2 separate regions of the Ovis canadensis genome follow, and region 2 is linked to region 1. A link is a contact called in public Hi-C data. All regions are on one chromosome and are shown on one strand. Each heading gives the region's core, a stretch centred on a gene start, on an enhancer-like site or on the middle of the called end of the contact. The rest is flanking DNA. Distances are from core to core; before and after follow the strand shown.

The links. A called contact is a pair of places that touch in the nucleus more often than the background predicts.
Region 2: a contact with region 1 is called in a Hi-C map of fibroblasts, with 13 times the contacts expected there. The contact joins the promoter of LOC138421732 here to the promoter of IRX1 in region 1. A contact is called at or near these places in 2 of 2 Hi-C or Micro-C datasets (fibroblasts and lung).

Annotation. Positions count from the first base shown.
Region 1 is chr16:82,629,786-82,633,606 of ARS-UI_OviCan_v2, reverse strand. It overlaps IRX1 (iroquois homeobox 1), which reads left to right and starts at 2,369. Exons shown (of 4, transcript XM_069556377.1): 1 at 2,369-2,903. The coding sequence starts at 2,628. LOC138421909 (a long non-coding RNA gene) reads right to left here and starts at 2,111. Exons shown (of 5, transcript XR_011249679.1): 1 at 1,726-2,111; 2 at 1,236-1,396; 3 at 705-823; 4 at 28-339.
Region 2 is chr16:83,348,068-83,351,585 of ARS-UI_OviCan_v2, reverse strand. LOC138421732 (collagen, type I, alpha 1a-like) reads left to right here and starts at 2,140. Exons shown (of 5, transcript XM_069556093.1): 1 at 2,140-2,244; 2 at 2,291-3,163; 3 at 3,342-3,465. The coding sequence starts at 2,140. IRX2 (iroquois homeobox 2) reads right to left here and starts at 2,445. Exons shown (of 5, transcript XM_069556463.1): 1 at 1,893-2,445; 2 at 138-543. The coding sequence starts at 2,141.

The DNA.
Region 1 (3,821 bases), core at 1,120-3,619:
CATTTCTGGTGGGCCCTTCCCACTCACCTCCCAGGTGCGTTCAGGAGCCTGAATCACTCACTCCAGGACCAGAGAGGAGGTGATGCCGACACAGCCAGAGCGTGGAGGGTGGCACTGCTGGGCCCCTTGGGGGTCAGGACAAGGCTGTCCCATCTTCCTCCATCTTCCCCAGGCTGGGATGGCTATGGTGTGATGGGCTCACACCACTGCAGGTAGGGCTGGGAAGAAGGTGATTCATCCTGTGGCTCAATCTTGACACTGGGAGTTTCTCTGGGCATACATTCCATCTGGCTCTTCAGGTCTCACAAGAGGCCTTATCTTACCCGTTTCCCTGTCACCCTGAAATGTGACACTGGAGTTTGCTAAGCAAGACAGTGGCTGAGGCCCATTGGTTTGTTTTGGGTGTTGGCAAGTGAGAGGGGGTTGGGGAGTGCGGGCTGGGGGGCTGGGGGGCTGGGGGGCTAGGAGGAAGCTTTGGTCACGGGCTTCCCAAAGCAGGAGCGCCCACCTGCCCGCTGCCCTCCCACCCCCAGAAGCTGTCACCGCAGGAAAGGAGTGCTAGCTGTTGCTGTGGGTAAGAGGGGCTGGTTAGTGGGGTGAGGTCGGGGCTGGAAATAAGGGGGTGGGGAGCATGACCCGGAAGGAAGTCTGACTCTGAACACAGAAAATGAAGCCTGGTTACACAGCTGGTAATTAGTAATCACCATCACAGGCGTTATTGTGGCTAGTTACAGGGGCTGGCTCTGTCCTCAGGCCTCCAGCTGGGGAACCCGAATCTCTCCGGATGCTTCCGAAGTCCCTGGGCCTGGAAGGTCCCTAGCAACTGGAAGAGGAAGGTAGAGGCTGGAGATGGGTGCCTGGGCGTCCAGGGTACAGACGCAGAGCATGCTGAGGATCTGACCTCAGTTCTGAGGTCTCTAACGGGCCTAAAGCGAGCTGGACACCAGGCGCCTGGATGCCACCCCGTCATGGCTTCCCGCGACGGAATGCAGCTGCAGAGAGTACTCGCCGGGCTCTGGCCGCAGCTTTGGAGAGGGAGCCCAGGCAGGTACCGGGGGGCGCGCCCCCCCCCCTCCCCAGCTTCCAGGGCCAAACCCCGAGGGCCGCGCAGGAGCGGCCTGCCCCAGCGCGGTCCAAGGCGAAGGCAGGGAGGCCAGGAGGACCAAGCATTCTGGGCGTCTGGGCCCCAGCCCCACCAGACCCCAGGCACCCCGGGTCCGCCCTCCCAAGCGCACGCGATGCCCTGCCGTGTCGCTCTCGGCTCTTCGGGCTGGCGGTCAGGCGGAGGAGAGAAGGGGCGAGGGCGGCAGGAGCCTGATGCCCAGTCTCCTGGCTCGTCGCGGCGCCGCCTCCGGCCGGCGCGCTGCGCACAAGCTGACTTCCAGCATCTGCTCGCCTAGTGCACAAACGAGGGGTGTCCAGGCCATGCGGGCCCCTCCTGTCGCCAGGGCGGGGGCGGCCTGTGTCTCTCCCGCCGCGGCGATGCTTTCTCCTCAAAGAAAAGGTTCCCTCCCCCCTCCCCTGCTCCCCCCCCGCTCCCCCCCCGCTCCCCCCCCGCTCCCCCCCCGCTCCCCCCCCGCTCCCCCCGCTCCCCCCCCCCCGCTCCCCCCGCTCCCCCCCCCCGCTCCCCCCGCTCCCCTTGCTCCCCTCGCTCCCAGCGCCCAAAGAACAGGCCTTTAGCTTCCTCCAAGCTTCCCAGCCGGTGGCCTTTCTCAAAGTTCACACCTCTGGAAAAGCTCGCGGTGCTCGGCGGCTGCCCGCATCTCAGAATGCAGAGAGCCAGCCCCTGCCGGAGGGATGCCCCGTTAATCCCTGGAGGGGGGGGGGGTGCTGCGCAGGGGAACACCCTACCCGCCTCGAGGTGCCACGCCCCGCCGGTTTAGGGGCACTTGTGCCAAAAGAGGTCGGGGGGTGTGACGCCCGAGGAGGAGCCCAGAGCTCGGAGGAGAGGGAGCTCCCTGCCGGCTGGCACCGCGCCTCCGCCCGCCCCTTCCCTGCCGGCCCAACGGTGGGAAAGCAGGCGCCGAGGTGGTATTTTGTGAGCAAGCAAGACGCGCCAGGGCTGCGAAACTGCAGACCCCGGTGTCCGCCAGCTGTAAACCCGCGTCGACAGGTTGTCAGACGGCCGGGCGCGCCGGCCGGGACGCGGCCTGCGGGCCCGCCCCGGCCGCCCGGGCGCTCGGCGGGCGGAGGTGGGCGGGCGGAGGTGGCCCGGCCGGCGCGGGGCACCACGTGCTCGGCGGGAGGGGCGGGAGCGGCGGGCGAGGGCGGGCGGCGGGGAGGGGGCGGGCGGCGGGGAGGGGGCGGGCGGGGAGCCGGGGGCGGGGCCAGCGCTCAAGGGGATGCCAATCAAAGCATCAACTTCAAATTGTGTCTGAAAGCCGCGCCGCCGAGCGGAGGGCGGCCGCCGCAGTCGGCGCGCGATCGCGGAGCCGGGCGCAGCCGGGAGCCGGGCCCCAGCGAGCATCGGGCCGAGGAGCGGCCACCGGCCCCAGCCTCCGGGCCGGCCCGAGCGCGCCCGGCCGGCGGCCCGCTGCCCCAACCCCGACCCCGGCCTTCCGCAGCCTGCGCCTGCCCTCCCCCGCCTCTGATACTTGCCCGCCGCTGCCGCCGCCGACTCCGCGGACATGTCCTTTCCGCAGCTGGGCTACCCGCAGTACCTGAGCGCCGCGGGGCCCGGCGCCTACGGCGGCGAGCGCCCGGGGGTGCTGGCTGCGGCCGCCGCCGCCGCGGCCGCCGCCTCGTCGGGCCGGCCGGGGGCGGCGGAGTTGGGCGCGGGAGCGGGGGCGGCCGCGGTCACCTCGGTGCTGGGCATGTACGCGGCGGCCGGCCCCTACGCGGGCGCGCCCAACTACAGCGCCTTCCTGCCCTACGCCGCCGATCTCAGCCTCTTCTCGCAGATGGTGAGTGCTCCCGGTCCACTCTCACGCGCTGCCCTCCGGCGGCGCGATCCGGGCGCCCGGGCCGAGGGGGCGGGGGCCCGGGCGGGGAGAGCGAGCGGCCCTGTCCGGCTGGGCGGCGGCGGCGGGGAGCGCAGAGAGGCAGGCCCGGTAACGTCCCGGCCGGTGGGCCTGGGGAAGCGGGGAGATGGGAGGCCTGGGCCGCGCGGGGGGGGGGGGGGGTCCCGGTGGGAGTCGGGAGGCCCACGGAGCAGGCCCGGGGCCAGCGGACCGCGCTGAAGGTCGGGACAAACTCGTTCCCGACGCCCCCGATTCGGTGGCGGCGGCGGGGCAGGCGGGCCCCGTTTACCCGGCCGCCCCTTCCCGGGCCGCAGGCCCCGCTGAGCGACCCTTTCAGCTTTGGGGCCGGGCCCGGTGACTCGATTTTCTCCCTCTCGGTCAGAACTCGAGCGGTTGTATCCCGTGCACCCGAGGGAACCTTTTAAAGAAATAGAGGCGGTCAGGATAAGCCTGACAATGGAGATCGGACGGGCCGAGGGGGTCTCCAAGGCCTGAGTGCAAATTTGAAATTTAAAAACAAAAAAGGCGAAATAATTGTTGGCGTCTGAAACGGTGTTTGCTTTGACTTCCGTAAGTTGTCAAAGTTCTTGTTTCATTTACACCGAAAAGAAAAGCACTTTTCCCCTTGCGTTATGTAATGGAGGGTTAAAAAGAACCGTGTCCCTGGGCTTAAAGTAAATGCTGTCCTCTCAGCCTCCTGTCCCAGTGGGTGTCAGACACGGGGGTGGGGTGGGGAGTGTGCTGCAGAGTGAACGCTCCGCAGGGCCGTTGGTCTAAGGGATTCGTTTCTCTAAGGTCTGCCTGCGAAGTCTAGTTTAAAACTTCGGACTGCTGGGGACTGCACGCCAGGGTGCAGGGGAC
Region 2 (3,518 bases), core at 891-3,390, 720 kb before region 1:
GTACGGGGCCTCAGAGGCGCCAGGCAGCGGCGCCTGGAGTGCTGTGCGGGTGGGCGGCCTCCTCTCCGGCCTCAGCTCGGCGCCCCGCCTGGGAAGAAGGAGGCTCCGCGCCCCTGCGCCGCCTCGGCCGCGCTCACCTTCGTCCTCCGCCGACGTCTCGGTGCCCTCGTGCGCCTTGTCCGCACTCTCCTCCTTGCCCCTCGCCGCGTCGCCCTCGTCCTCGTCCTCGTCCTCACTTTTGTTCCTGGGGGCCCACGTCATCTTGTTCTCCTTCTTGAGGCGCCGGCGCGCGTTGGCGAACCAGGTGGAGACCTGCGTGAGGGTCATCTTGGTGATGATGGCCAGCATGATCTTCTCGCCCTTGGTGGGGTAGGGGTTCTTGCGGTGCTCGTTGAGCCAGGCCTTGAGCGTGGCCGTGGCGTCCCGCGTGGCGTTCTTGCGGTAGGCCGGGTCGTTGAGCTGGTACGGGTAGGCCGCGCTGCCGTAAGGGTGGTAGCTGATGGCGCCCGTCATCCCGGTCGTGTGTGCGTCGTAGGGCGCGCCCTGCAACCGACAAGAGCCCGGTGAGCGGTCGTCCGAGGGCCCGACAGGCGTCAGCGCCCCGGCGACCCCTCCACCCGCCCGCGGCCGCCTTTCCCACGGTGCCTCCCCGCGCTGGGACTGCGCCTTCCTGCAGCAACAGATCCGGAGGACGCAAAGGGTCGTTTAACGCCAGCTGTAGATCTCGGAAAGCGCTGCGGTTTTATTCCCAAACTTCCCAACGATTTCATTTTCCTAAAAATGGCACATCTGGCCCCGAATGCCCCTGAGCCGCCGGTACGTGCGTGCACAAACAGGCCCGCACACACGGGCCCGCAGGTAGCGTCTTGATATCTAAATTTCTCCTGGTGTGAAGAGTCGCCGCCTCCTCCTAGTCCCCTTCCCCTCCCTTTAATGGTTAAAAAAAACACCCCAGAGCCCCCGCTCCGCTATTCACCACTCTAAAGCTGGGCAAATCCAATTTGCAACTCGAAGCCAGTCACCGTTTCGAATTCTTCAAATACGCGGCAATTAGCATTTTAATTCAGCCCTTAACGTTTAAATTCGAGACTTCTACAGCCAGCGCCGAGGCCCCGGCTACCCCGTCTCTGCTCTGGAATTCCGCCGAGGGCGGGAGGTGGCCACCAGCTCCCCCCCCCCCCCCCCCCCACCGCGTCCGGGCCTCCAGCGTCTAAAACACGCTTTGCCAGCCCCCGGGCCTGGCCGGGCCGCGGAGCCGGAGGAGCGCGGGCCGGCCCGGGGGCTCGGGACGCAGGGGCTGCTCTCGGCGCCCGGGGACCGAGGCGGCACTTAGCCGGCCGAACGCTGGCCGACATGTTTTTCTAAAGCACGGGCCTGTGGGGCAGATGGAGGCGAAGATCTGAGCGGCCCGGCCGGGCCCCGGAGCCGCGGCCGAGGCTCCGCTGATGTCCCCAGCCCCGTGATCACAAGCCCCGCGAGAAAGTGCCCAGCGCCTGGCGATCGCCCCGGAGGCCCAGGGGCGCCGACCCTTGCTGCCCGCGCCGGAAGAAGCGAGCCCCGGCCCGCTCAAGACTCCTCGCCCAGCTTCGGCGCCTGAAAGAGGGCCACCCAGGCCAGAGCCCGTCCCCACCCCAGTGGGGTCGCACTTCTCGGGCTCGCGGGGAGATGACCTCCGCAGCCGAGGGGAAGGGCGCGCGGAGCCCCGCGCTCCGGCCGTCGCCGGCCGACCGCCCCGCCTCTCGTCCGCGCCGGCCGCGCCACGGCCCCAACTCCGCGACTTCGGAGCCGCCCCCCAACACTACGTTCCCCGCGACCCTCGGCTCGCCGATCACAGGCCAGGGTCTCTGCGCCCGGCATCTCGCGGCCCCGCCCGCCAGCCCGCGCTCGGTTACCATGTAGGACGGGAAGCCGGCGGCGGCGGCGGCGGCGTCGGCGGAGTACTGCAGCGGGCTGCCGAAGCCGGTGGCCGCTTGCGCGGTGAAGGCCGCGGAGCCGGGGTAGGGGCTGAACGCCGAGCCCGACGCCGACCGCGCCAGCTCCTCGCTGCGCGGCGCCGCCAGCGCCGACGCGCCGTACGCCGGACACGAATAGAGCGCCAGCGAGCCGGGCGCCTGGTACAGGTAGCCCTGCGGGTAGGACATGGTGGGCGCGGGGCGCGGGGGCCCGCGTCACGCCGAGCAGCGGGCAGGGCGCGCGGCGCCCTCCATCCACGCCCGGCCGGGGCGCGAGGCGGCGGCGGCGGCGGCGGGCGCGGGGACCGCCAGCCGAGGCAGGCCGGCCCGCGCACTAGCCCGGGCGGCCCCGCGGGCCAGGGGATTGGCGCGGCGGCGGCGGCGGCGGCGGCGGCGGCAGCTCGGAGCCGGTGGGCGCAGCCGCGCGCCAGGCCGGCGGTCGGGGTTTGGGGGAGTCTGGAGTCGGGAGTGAGGAGTTGAGGAAGGAGCGCTCGAGTTTCCGAGGGACATTGGAACGCGGAGCTGTCCGTCACGGGCTCATCTGCATATCCGGGCGCCCGCCCCCTCCCCTGCTCCGCCCGCTCCGCCCGCTCCCGCCGCCCGGCCGCTGCCGGGGAGGGGCGGGGACGCCGGGGGAGGGGCGGGCGCAGCGGCGGCGGGAGCGCGAGGCCGGGCGCGCAGGCTTTTGTGGCTCAGCCGCCTCTCGCGCAGCCCCAGCCCCCGGCCCGCAGCCCGGCCGCACCGGGCAGTGCGCGCTCCCCCTGCCCACTCGCGCGGACTCCCGGCGCCCGCCCCCGCGCCCCCCACCTTCCCGGCCGCCCCCCTCGCCCCCGCCCGCCGCTCTGCCCCCTCCCCCTGCCCCGCCCCCAGCTCGGCCCGCCAGGACCCGCGCAGAGGCCGCCCGCTGCCACTTGGGGTGGGGGGGGGATGAGCGGCCCGGGCCCCCCTCACCGGCCGCGCACTGCGCGCCGCACCCTCGTGCCCGGGTCGGAGCTACGGGTGATGCGGCGGGGGTGAGGCGCCGCGGCCCGGGTCCTCCGGCGGGCGGCGTGAGCGGCTCTCACGCCCGTCTCCCCCGGTCCGTTCTTGCCGCGCGGGCTGAGCCTCCGCGCGGGACCTCGCGGCTGGCCGCCGGCCCCGCGCCGCCCGGCGTGCCCTGCGGGGCCCGGATCCCGGGCGCTTCCGTCGCGAGCCGCCAGGAGGGCCCTGAGGTGAGCTCTCTGCCCCGGGGTGCGCAGTGGCCCGCGGGCCTGGGGGTCAGGACTCTCTGCTCTCGGACGCGGCTTAGCCCGCGCCTCCAGTGCTTTTCCAGGACGCCGCCGCCTCCCCCAAAGGGTTTTTTATTTTGTTTTAATAAGTTGACGCCTCTTTCGGATTTGTGTTGTAAAGCACTCGGGGGAAACGATCGTCACCGGACAGACCGCCTCTGGCAGGACGTGGAGCCTCGCTGTCACTCGGGAAGGGACGAGACAGTCACAGGCCGGGGGCGCGGGCGGCGCACGCGGCTGCCCAGGTAGCGCAGGTAACAGGGGACTCGAGGGCCGCCTCGCGGGGCCCAGCGGCGAG